Regions from separate parts of the Mus musculus genome. Here all the other regions are linked to region 1. A link is a contact called in public Hi-C data. All regions are on one chromosome and are shown on one strand. The core of a region is the stretch at or near the end of the contact, and the rest is flanking DNA. Distances in the headings are between cores, read along the strand shown.

Region 1 (2,700 bases), core at 146-2,645:
ATATATTTACCAGAGCATGGTCAAACTCTCAGTGGCCTGCTCCTTAAATAGAAGCAGTGTCTCTTACTTCTACTTGGTAGATCAACTTCCAACTTTTGACTCTTAGTCTGTGAGTATCTTTGCCCATGTGGTGTGTTTCATTGAGACAAGAGATAATTGGATCTTGCCTTTTAATCTAGCCAGTTAGTCTGTGGGTTTTTATTGGAGAGTTGAGGTTATTTACATTTAAGTTATTATTGATTGGTACTTGCCAATTACTATAATTTATTTTAGTTATATTTTGGTTATTTGTTTATTCTTTTCTATTTACCTTATTAGAATCAGAGATTTTTCTGGTTTACTGTATTGGGCATGGTTGACTCCTGCAAGCTTTCCTTTGTTCAACTATCCTCCCATGAGATTTTTCTTCTGTGTGCTGTTATGACTGAGATAGTCTTTCTCTTCTGTGCATAGTATTATTTTAAGTATCTTCTGCAGTATTGGCACAGCAGTCACATACTGTGTTAGTTTGTGTTTGTCACATAGTGACCTTATTTCTCAATTAATTTTGAAAGATAAAATTTTACATATAGAAATATTGATTGTTAGTTACTTAGTTTCAGGGGTTGAGATATATCATTCCATGTTTCTTGGTTTTTAGGTTTGCAGACAAGAGGCCTGATATATTTTGATGTGTTGCTTTTGTTAGTGAGTTAGTTGCTCTTTTTCTCTTACAGCTTTTAATATTATAACTTTGGTTTATGTTTTTGGTATATTGACTTCAAAAGATCAAATATTCTTCAGCTTATTGGAGGATCCACATGTGCTTGCGAGAACTTTAGACTTTTCAACTCCACAGTGTGAAAGACAGGTAGATGGCTGCAGAGGTTCATTCACCTACTGAGCTCAGGCTCTGGGCTGTCAAATTCCAATGTTGTTCTCAGTTAGAGAGGGAGGGCTACTTTTTTCTGTAATAGGACTCACTTCCTGAGCCCAACTCCCTGATGCTTGTATCTTCTCAGCTTGAAAAGGGTAGGGAAGGGAGAGGCAAGGTACAAGAGGCTGCTGTCCATGACTGCCTCCAAGGAGTCCCTCTTGGTGCTATGGCAAGTTAGACTCAAGCTTCCTGATTTATGATTGTTCCTGTCCTCAAGTGCTCTGGGTAGTGTATTTTTACACAGCAGGGTTGAAGATAGTGCACAGCTACCAAGTTGTACTGAGTGACAAAATGGAATTTTTGTGCCCTTGTGGTGACCTGTCTGTTAGAGGAATCACTGTCCCACTAAAGCCTGTAAGGAATTTGAAGCTTGAGAGGGTTGTGGGTTTTCCCCAAGGGAAGGACTGCTAATCTGTTTCCATCAGGGCCTGGAATGGGGTTTTTGCTTTTCTTCCGAAAGCCAGGAGCTGAGTTGTTGGAGCTCAGTTCAGCCTGGGCCACCTCCTGTTGATTTCGTTATCTTGTGTCCAACACTCTGCATCTGTTCTAGCACACTCTTGGTGGATTTCTGAAAGGTCTTCTCTTTCTGAGTCTTCAACATGTCTACTTTTCTGATTCAGAATCTTTACCGTGTCACACGGAGGCAACTAGAACTCTACCATCTTACCCAGATCTGCATTTTATCAAGATCCCAGGTGACTGGTGTGCACAAGTGAAAAATGCCAGAGCTCAAACTCTCTTAGGGCTGTTGATAAAATTATAAACACTAGAATGAGCTTGAGAATCAGCTGTCTTGCAGCATGTGGATCTGGCCACTCAGGGATGGTATCCCCCAGGGATAACAAAGAACTGCTGCATGTGGACAATTACTGAATTCAGGTCAGATTATTTACAGCTGACAAGTGCCCATTCTGTATCAGGAAGTCGAACACTTACAAAGTAAATATAATTCAGTCCTTTTCCTCTAGAAGTTGACAGGCACAGAAGTCAACAGTGTCGGGATACTGACATAAGTGCCATGACAAATGATGGGTAGCCTGAAGGGGCACTGGTCTTAAATGCCAGCCCTGGAGTGGTATAGTCTTGGGCAAGTAAAAAATTTTGTGCTTGGTAAATGAGATTGCACTGCCTGGTATTCAGGGCCGCTTGCAGACAAGTGAATGAGTGTATGCACATTTCTGGTGATGCCGTAGTGGGGTTAGAGAAGGACTGAGATGGAGAACACTATAGTGCTTTCTGATTGGATACTCAGACTCATGCATTTCTTTATAATTGCTTTAGGCAGGCAGACAAGGGGAAAGTCGATATGGCCAGAATTAGACAGAAACCTCTTGGCAGCAGTGGCAGCTGAAGTTGGAATTAAATGGAACTATTAAAGAATTTGAACCTAGAGGTCTGGGGCGAGCAGAAGATACAAAATCCTTTGTAAACCAACCTCTGTGCTTGGACTTTGTAATAAGAGAGAGATGATCTGTCAGTGTTAATTTGGATCAATGAGACTAGAATCCCAACTCTTTCTGACTTTGGTTTTGGGGTGGTCTGTAACCCTGTTGGGGAGGTGTCTGGAATGTGTGGAGCAGTTCCTTTCAATGATGGGTGGTGGGTGCTAGACCACCCAGGGGTTTCTCTGAAAAGCAGTCAAGGAGAAATGAGCAGGAGCAAGCAGGGTCACTGCTGACAGACCCTGATTCTAGAATCTTCCTTGGAGGGTGCTCAGGTTTGAAAGGAGTGGGGGATGTAGCATGGGGTGGGGGGGATGTCCATACACTTCCTCCATGCCTTTG
Region 2 (2,709 bases), core at 96-2,595, 66 kb after region 1:
TGCTTCATGGTAAGAATGGGTGCTTCTCCATAATAGTTGGAAAATATCATTTCTTGGGAACATACATGGGAAATGATCCCTTATTTCTACAACCTTTTAGCCAGATTTCTACATAGGCCCTAGGGTCTCTGACTTCCTCACTCTGGCTAGCAAGTGGCCACCAAATTTGGAACTACAAACAAAAGAATAAGACCAATTATTAGAGGAAATGATGCAAGGGGAAACATCCTTAAGATGGCTGAGATGTGATGAGATTCTGTTAGAGAATAATCACTCTAGAGACAGAGTGAAAAGAACTTGGAAGAACTGAAGGCCAAGGAGTCTACCATGGAGGTCCCAGCAGAAGGCTGGGCAGAAGTCTTAAATGTTAGACAGGACCTAGCAACAAGGAACCTGTGAAGAAGGATGGGTTTCTGATTGGCTTAGCAGAATCAATGGGATGAATCAGTTGCTGAAAGAAAGCAAGGTCTGAGATGATTACCTGGATCCTAGAGAGGGCATAGCATCAATATGGCCTTTGCTGAAAGTCAACATCCCTAAGAGGGAGATTAGGAAGGGTTTGAGTCACTGCCAGGGACCTTGCATGAAATCACCTCGTAAGTAGAGGCTATCTGTGTCTCTAGCTGCATACATATGTAGCAGAGGATAGCCTAGTCAGCCATCAATGGGAGGAGAGGCCTTTGGTCTTGCGAAGATCATATGCCCCAGTACAGGGGAATGCCAGGGCCAGGAAGCAGGAGTGGGTGGGTTGGGGAAGCAGGGTGGAGGGGAGGGTATAGAGGACTTTGGGGATAGCATTTGAAATGTAAATGAAGAAAATATCTAATAAAAATGCCTTTAAAAAAAAGAAAGAAAAGAAAAGAGGCTATGTGAAGACACATCCTTGCACCCAAGTACTCAGCAATCTGACCAGGCCTATAGCTGGCCTTTAGCACAGGACTGTTGACTTTAGGTGAACTCAAAAGTATGCTGAGTTGAAATAGGGCCTTAATTTACTTAGCAAGGAGAAAGAACCCTGCCACCTGGCATTAGCAGTGGTCTCTTAGTTCCAGACCCACAAGGCAGTAATTCTATTCCAGAAAGTGGAAAAACAAAGGAAAGGAGAAAAAACCAATACTGACTTTCCTTCTAGTGTGTGTGTTTGAGGGTGTTACCATTTCAGTTCTGTGTAGATGGAGGTAGGCACTGAGGTCTCCAAATTCCAACTCCAACAGCTGCTCCTCAAAGACATGGATGCTCCAGCTTTCTCCAAACCTCAATGCGCCTTTTGCCCTGCCCTGCTATTCTCTGATGGACAGCTCTTCCCAGACAAGCAGGTCAGCTTGAAGATATGCATCTCCTTGGAAAGGGAGCTTTGCAGGGAAGCAATTTGCAGTAGCTATTTTTGTCTGTGCCTTTGTGTGGCTGCCATATGAAAGCAAGTCCATTAAAAAAAATTCTTTCTCAGTTTAGAGTCCTTCATGTTTTCCTTTCAACTCCTGGAGTTCTGCTGCTCTGGCTGGAGATGCTGCAGTGTCTGGCCAGGCCCAGTGGGGCCCAAATCACTGGGTCACCATCAGGTGAAGGAGAAGGAAGCATGGGCTGCTGGGCCAGCCTGGAGGATGTCAGCTCTAGATGTCAGCTTGGCTTCAGCTCTCTCCCCTAGGGTTAGTCCTGGCAAGTAAATGCACTGTGGCAAAGGAGGGTATCACAGGACTGATGCTCTCTATTGGAACTCAGAAACCACTGAGATGATGTTGTTGCTTGCTGTTGCTGTTGCTGTTGCTGTTGCTGTTGCTGTTGCTGTTGCTGTTGCTATTGCTGCTGCTGCTGCTGCTGGTGGTGGTGAAGGCAGTGGTGGTGGGGCTGCCGGTGTGTGTGTGTGTGTGTGTGTGTGTGTGTGTGTGTGTGTGTGTGTGTGTTTAGGGCTGGGCTCATGTTTGCAGAAAGAAGCGACGTCACAAAATGATAACAGACCCAAAGGGGCAATGCACCAACTCAACAGCCTCATTTCTCCCATGTAAGTCAAAGACTGTGGAAAGTTTACTCTGTGCCAACTACAAGAACACAGAACTCAGATGCAGCTCAGGATGGAGGGCCAGAAAGCTAACACTGAACAACCAGACAGTGTCTTGGACATGTTATATATTATCCAAGTCTGTCCCTTCACGGCAAGCCTAGTTGATGTGAAGACATTGTGCTAAGCCATTTAATTCATATTGATCTTTATCTTCCTGAATTAGCTTGGGAGAGAGCCATGCAAGGTTCTCACTTAGAGATGGACAAACTGATAGCCTTCACCTAGATGCCTGCCTCTGGAGTTCATTTCCTCAGCTTCTGTGGCTGATTCTGGTTGCTTCTCAAGTGAACTCAGCGACACCTTTCATCGAGCCGAAGGTTAGCTTCATTCAGTCTAAGCTGACTTTCGAGATGGTCTGGTATACGTTTGATGTGCTCCGCAGGAGCCCCACACGGCAGTATTCTCTGCATGGTTAGTTTGAATTATCAACTTGACACAAGCTAGAAGCATCCAGGCAGAGAGTCCCAGTGAAAGATTGCCTAGATCAGGTGGTTTGCCCGTGGGCATGCCTGTGAGGGATTTTATTTTTAAAAGTGGATTAATTGAGATGCAGGATCAAGTCCACTATGAGCAGTATCATACCCTAGTTAGCTTCCTGGACGGTGTAAGAGTAGAAAAAGAAAAAAAAAAAGGCGAGTTGAGTAAATCAG
Region 3 (2,916 bases), core at 237-2,736, 110 kb after region 1:
ACCTTAAGTTTAAAAGCATTGAATCTTTCCACTTTAATGTTGAGATTTTGGAGCATAAATTTCTTTTAGCCTCGATTAGCAACTTACTAACCAATGAAGACAAACTTTGGAAACTGTAGACTTCAGCCATCTAAAAGGTTCTGCCATTAATTTTGAGCATCTCTTACCCTCAGACCCCACTCCCTTACATATAAAACAAGAGTGCTGTTACCTACCTGAAAGATATTTTAGGCAGGCGTAGGAATGAGTATCAAGTGGGGGAAAGCATGTGGTCTGTGGAGTTATGTTACAGGAAGTGAGGCACAGAACTATGGAGGGCTCTGGTCTTCCAAGAAAAACAAATGCCTCCTTACCCCGAGGTCTCGGATTTAGCCTAAGAGGCTTAATGATAGGTTTCATTAGTGCACCCCAAAGAATGGGGTCTCCAGTTTAGACCAACCACACGACACACAGGTTCTGACACATCAACTGCATTTGTTTACTAAAGACGGAATCCTTTCTGTCTTAGTTGCTTTTCTATTGCTGTGCTAAAATACCAGAAACATGTCAACTTATGAAAGAAAGTGTTTATTTTGGGGGCTAGCAGTTTCAGAGGGTGAGGCCATAGCCATCATGGTTGGGAGCATGGGAGAAGGCAGGGCATGGAGCTAGGGCAGTGGCTAAGCACTTACATCTTGACCCACAAGCACATGAATGTTAACTGAGAATGTTATAGACTTGTAAGAAACCTTCAAGTCCACTGCCAGTGACATACCTTATCCAATAAAGCCTCACCTCCTAATACTTCCTGAGAAGTTTCTCCAACTGGTAAGCAAGTAGACAAATATATGAGCCTTTGGAGGTCATTCTTATTCACACCCCTGTTTTCCAGAGACCGGGACACTTGAAACCTCTTGTTCAGGATGCCCCCCCTCTATTCTCAAAGTATCTGAGAGTCTGAATTGCTCATCAGAAAGTGACTGGTGTGATAGGGATGGGATGGACTTGGGTCTGGTTTGATGCTAGGTAAGAAGGATTGTTTTGTTGGCTGTATTTGTTGAGCAGACATTTATTCATGGACTTTCAACTTCTGTACAAAAAATAGGGAGCCAGTGTGAAAGGCCAATGGAAGCAGTGTTTGAGCAGTGAGAATAAGCTCGGAAATGTTCTAGTGGAAAGAATGGAATGTGGGTCACCAGGTTGGAGAAAGGAACATGGGGTCAGTCCTGTGGGGCACCATATATCATGGGAAGGCCTTGTCAAGTTTGTGCAGGAAAATTGCAGGCTGGAGAGATCTTCTAGGGAAGGCATACACAGTCCAATAAGGAAGGTTGCAGCCATGAAATCTATGCTAGGCAGAGGTATGAAGGATCTAAAGGGGGGCAACGGAACTGCCTTATACTACTCTCTGCTCTTTTTCACATTTCCAGTATTGGCTCTCCTGTTTTCCTCACTCCACTACTGTGACTAAGCAGCAAAGAATTATCAGATCTATTTTAGGACAGGAAACCAAAGCTGAGGCTGACTTACTCAGCCACGGTCCTAGTGCTGGCCAAAGCAAAGGTTTGCCAGGGTCCAGGTATGTGGTCCCTAAGCCAGGGCTCTTGGAACACCTACTTCTCAGGGAGCCATCCACAGTGATAATAGCCTCTTTTTAGATGGTCCGGCAAAGGACTCCCTGCAAACCATGACTGTGGTAGCAGAAATGCCCACTTCTAGGACCTGGCAGACTAAACAGAAGTATTGTTACCTATGGGGTCTCACCATAGTGGATCCATCTGCTTCAAAGAACAGCTGATGAAGACATCCATGTGGCACCTGTGGTGCTTGTGAGAATTTGTGCTGAAACCCCAGGGAACAGCACACGGTGACACCACCCTCCCCAATTATAGACTCCTGAGCAGCAGGTACCAATCTAGGCCCCTGTCCTCAGGTGTGCCAGAAATGGGACGATCTTTTGTTTATTTCCCCAGGAGAATCTAGTTTTGATTTTAAGCTATTGCTGGCTGGAGAGGTAGGTGTGTGAATTCATCCCCTTTGGGCATCTTTACCAGGAGATGTAGCTCAGATCCTGCGTTTTGTTGATCTCTAAGGTGCTGAGCAGAGGCGTTCTGTGTTGTTATTGCTAGAGGTGATGTTCCCATCTGTGCTTCAGCCCCTGTGTCCTCTCTTGCCTCTGATCATGAGTCAGTCTCCTTTGGCTGGGGACAGAGAGCACATGACTGGTTCTGGCCTCATTCTGCTATAAGTGAGCAGCCATTTCCAGGCTCATCCTGCTGCCCGATGACTCACTGAGACTGGGGGCCTCAGTTGGCTCCCTCACAGACATCTGTATCCAATGCACAGATGTCCCTTCTGCTTCCAGAGAAGTCTGAGCTTTGATCTTTGGGCCATCTTGCCGTCATGTAGGCTAACCTAGGGTAAACAAAGAACCCACATTCTCCTCAAACTTGTGTCCTTATTTCAGTCCAGGCAAACTGCTTCCTGGGATCTCAGAGAGCCTGAAGCACAGTCCATGCTCACCACACACCATCCAGACCCGTTTGTCTTTGTGTTAGAAGGTCAGGCTTTAAAAACAGAATGCCCCAAAGTGCACTCTTGTTCTTCATTTTACTGGGTCATCTTTTTTATCATGCAATAAACATCAAGTATCTTACCTGCTATTTAGATAGATGCAGGGAAAGGAACACAGGACACATGGATACCAAACAAACCAAACAAGATAGAAAAAAATTAAAAATTCAGCATTAACTTCATTGTGTACCCAATTTTGGAAGCATCTGCTTGGCAGTCCAGTGACCTGATTTGAATAATAATTGTGAGGTACTGGGCTTATCAGTTGACACACACACATGATTCTATCCTTGTCTATAAAACAGACGTAATTATTCTGTTTTTAAAAAGATTTATTTATTTATTTTATGTATATGACTACAC

What was found. A called contact is a pair of places that touch in the nucleus more often than the background predicts.
Region 2: a Hi-C map of the N1E-115 cell line shows a contact between it and region 1, with 2.6 times the contacts expected there. The contact joins two enhancer-like sites. A contact is called at or near these places in 1 of 15 datasets of contacts at CTCF or cohesin (the NIH/3T3 cell line), 2 of 484 Hi-C or Micro-C datasets (the N1E-115 cell line and embryonic fibroblasts) and 2 of 115 datasets of contacts at active chromatin or transcription factors (embryonic fibroblasts and embryonic stem cells).
Region 3: a Hi-C map of the N1E-115 cell line shows a contact between it and region 1, with 4 times the contacts expected there. The contact joins two enhancer-like sites. A contact is called at or near these places in 1 of 15 datasets of contacts at CTCF or cohesin (the NIH/3T3 cell line), 17 of 484 Hi-C or Micro-C datasets (the C2C12 cell line, the C3H10T1/2 cell line, the HL-1 cell line and 8 more) and 3 of 115 datasets of contacts at active chromatin or transcription factors (embryonic fibroblasts, fibro-adipogenic progenitors and pancreatic cancer cells).

Annotation. Positions count from the first base shown.
Region 1 is chr15:64,509,611-64,512,310 of GRCm38.p6, forward strand. No RefSeq gene overlaps it. Among named protein-coding and RNA genes, the nearest start is that of Gm46509, 7.4 kb to the left of the region's middle. Within about 2 kb of position 1,396, at least 20 of the 459 cell types and tissues checked have an H3K27ac peak or open chromatin away from gene starts, as enhancers often do. A contact at or near this core is called in the C2C12 cell line, the C3H10T1/2 cell line and the N1E-115 cell line, where this site is marked.
Region 2 is chr15:64,575,721-64,578,429 of GRCm38.p6, forward strand. No RefSeq gene overlaps it. Among named protein-coding and RNA genes, the nearest start is that of Gm30632, 43 kb to the left of the region's middle. Within about 2 kb of position 1,346, at least 14 of the 459 cell types and tissues checked have an H3K27ac peak or open chromatin away from gene starts, as enhancers often do. A contact at or near this core is called in the N1E-115 cell line, where this site is marked.
Region 3 is chr15:64,620,570-64,623,485 of GRCm38.p6, forward strand. No RefSeq gene overlaps it. Among named protein-coding and RNA genes, the nearest start is that of Gm30691, 8.7 kb to the right of the region's middle. Within about 2 kb of position 1,487, at least 86 of the 459 cell types and tissues checked have an H3K27ac peak or open chromatin away from gene starts, as enhancers often do. A contact at or near this core is called in the C2C12 cell line, the C3H10T1/2 cell line and the N1E-115 cell line, where this site is marked.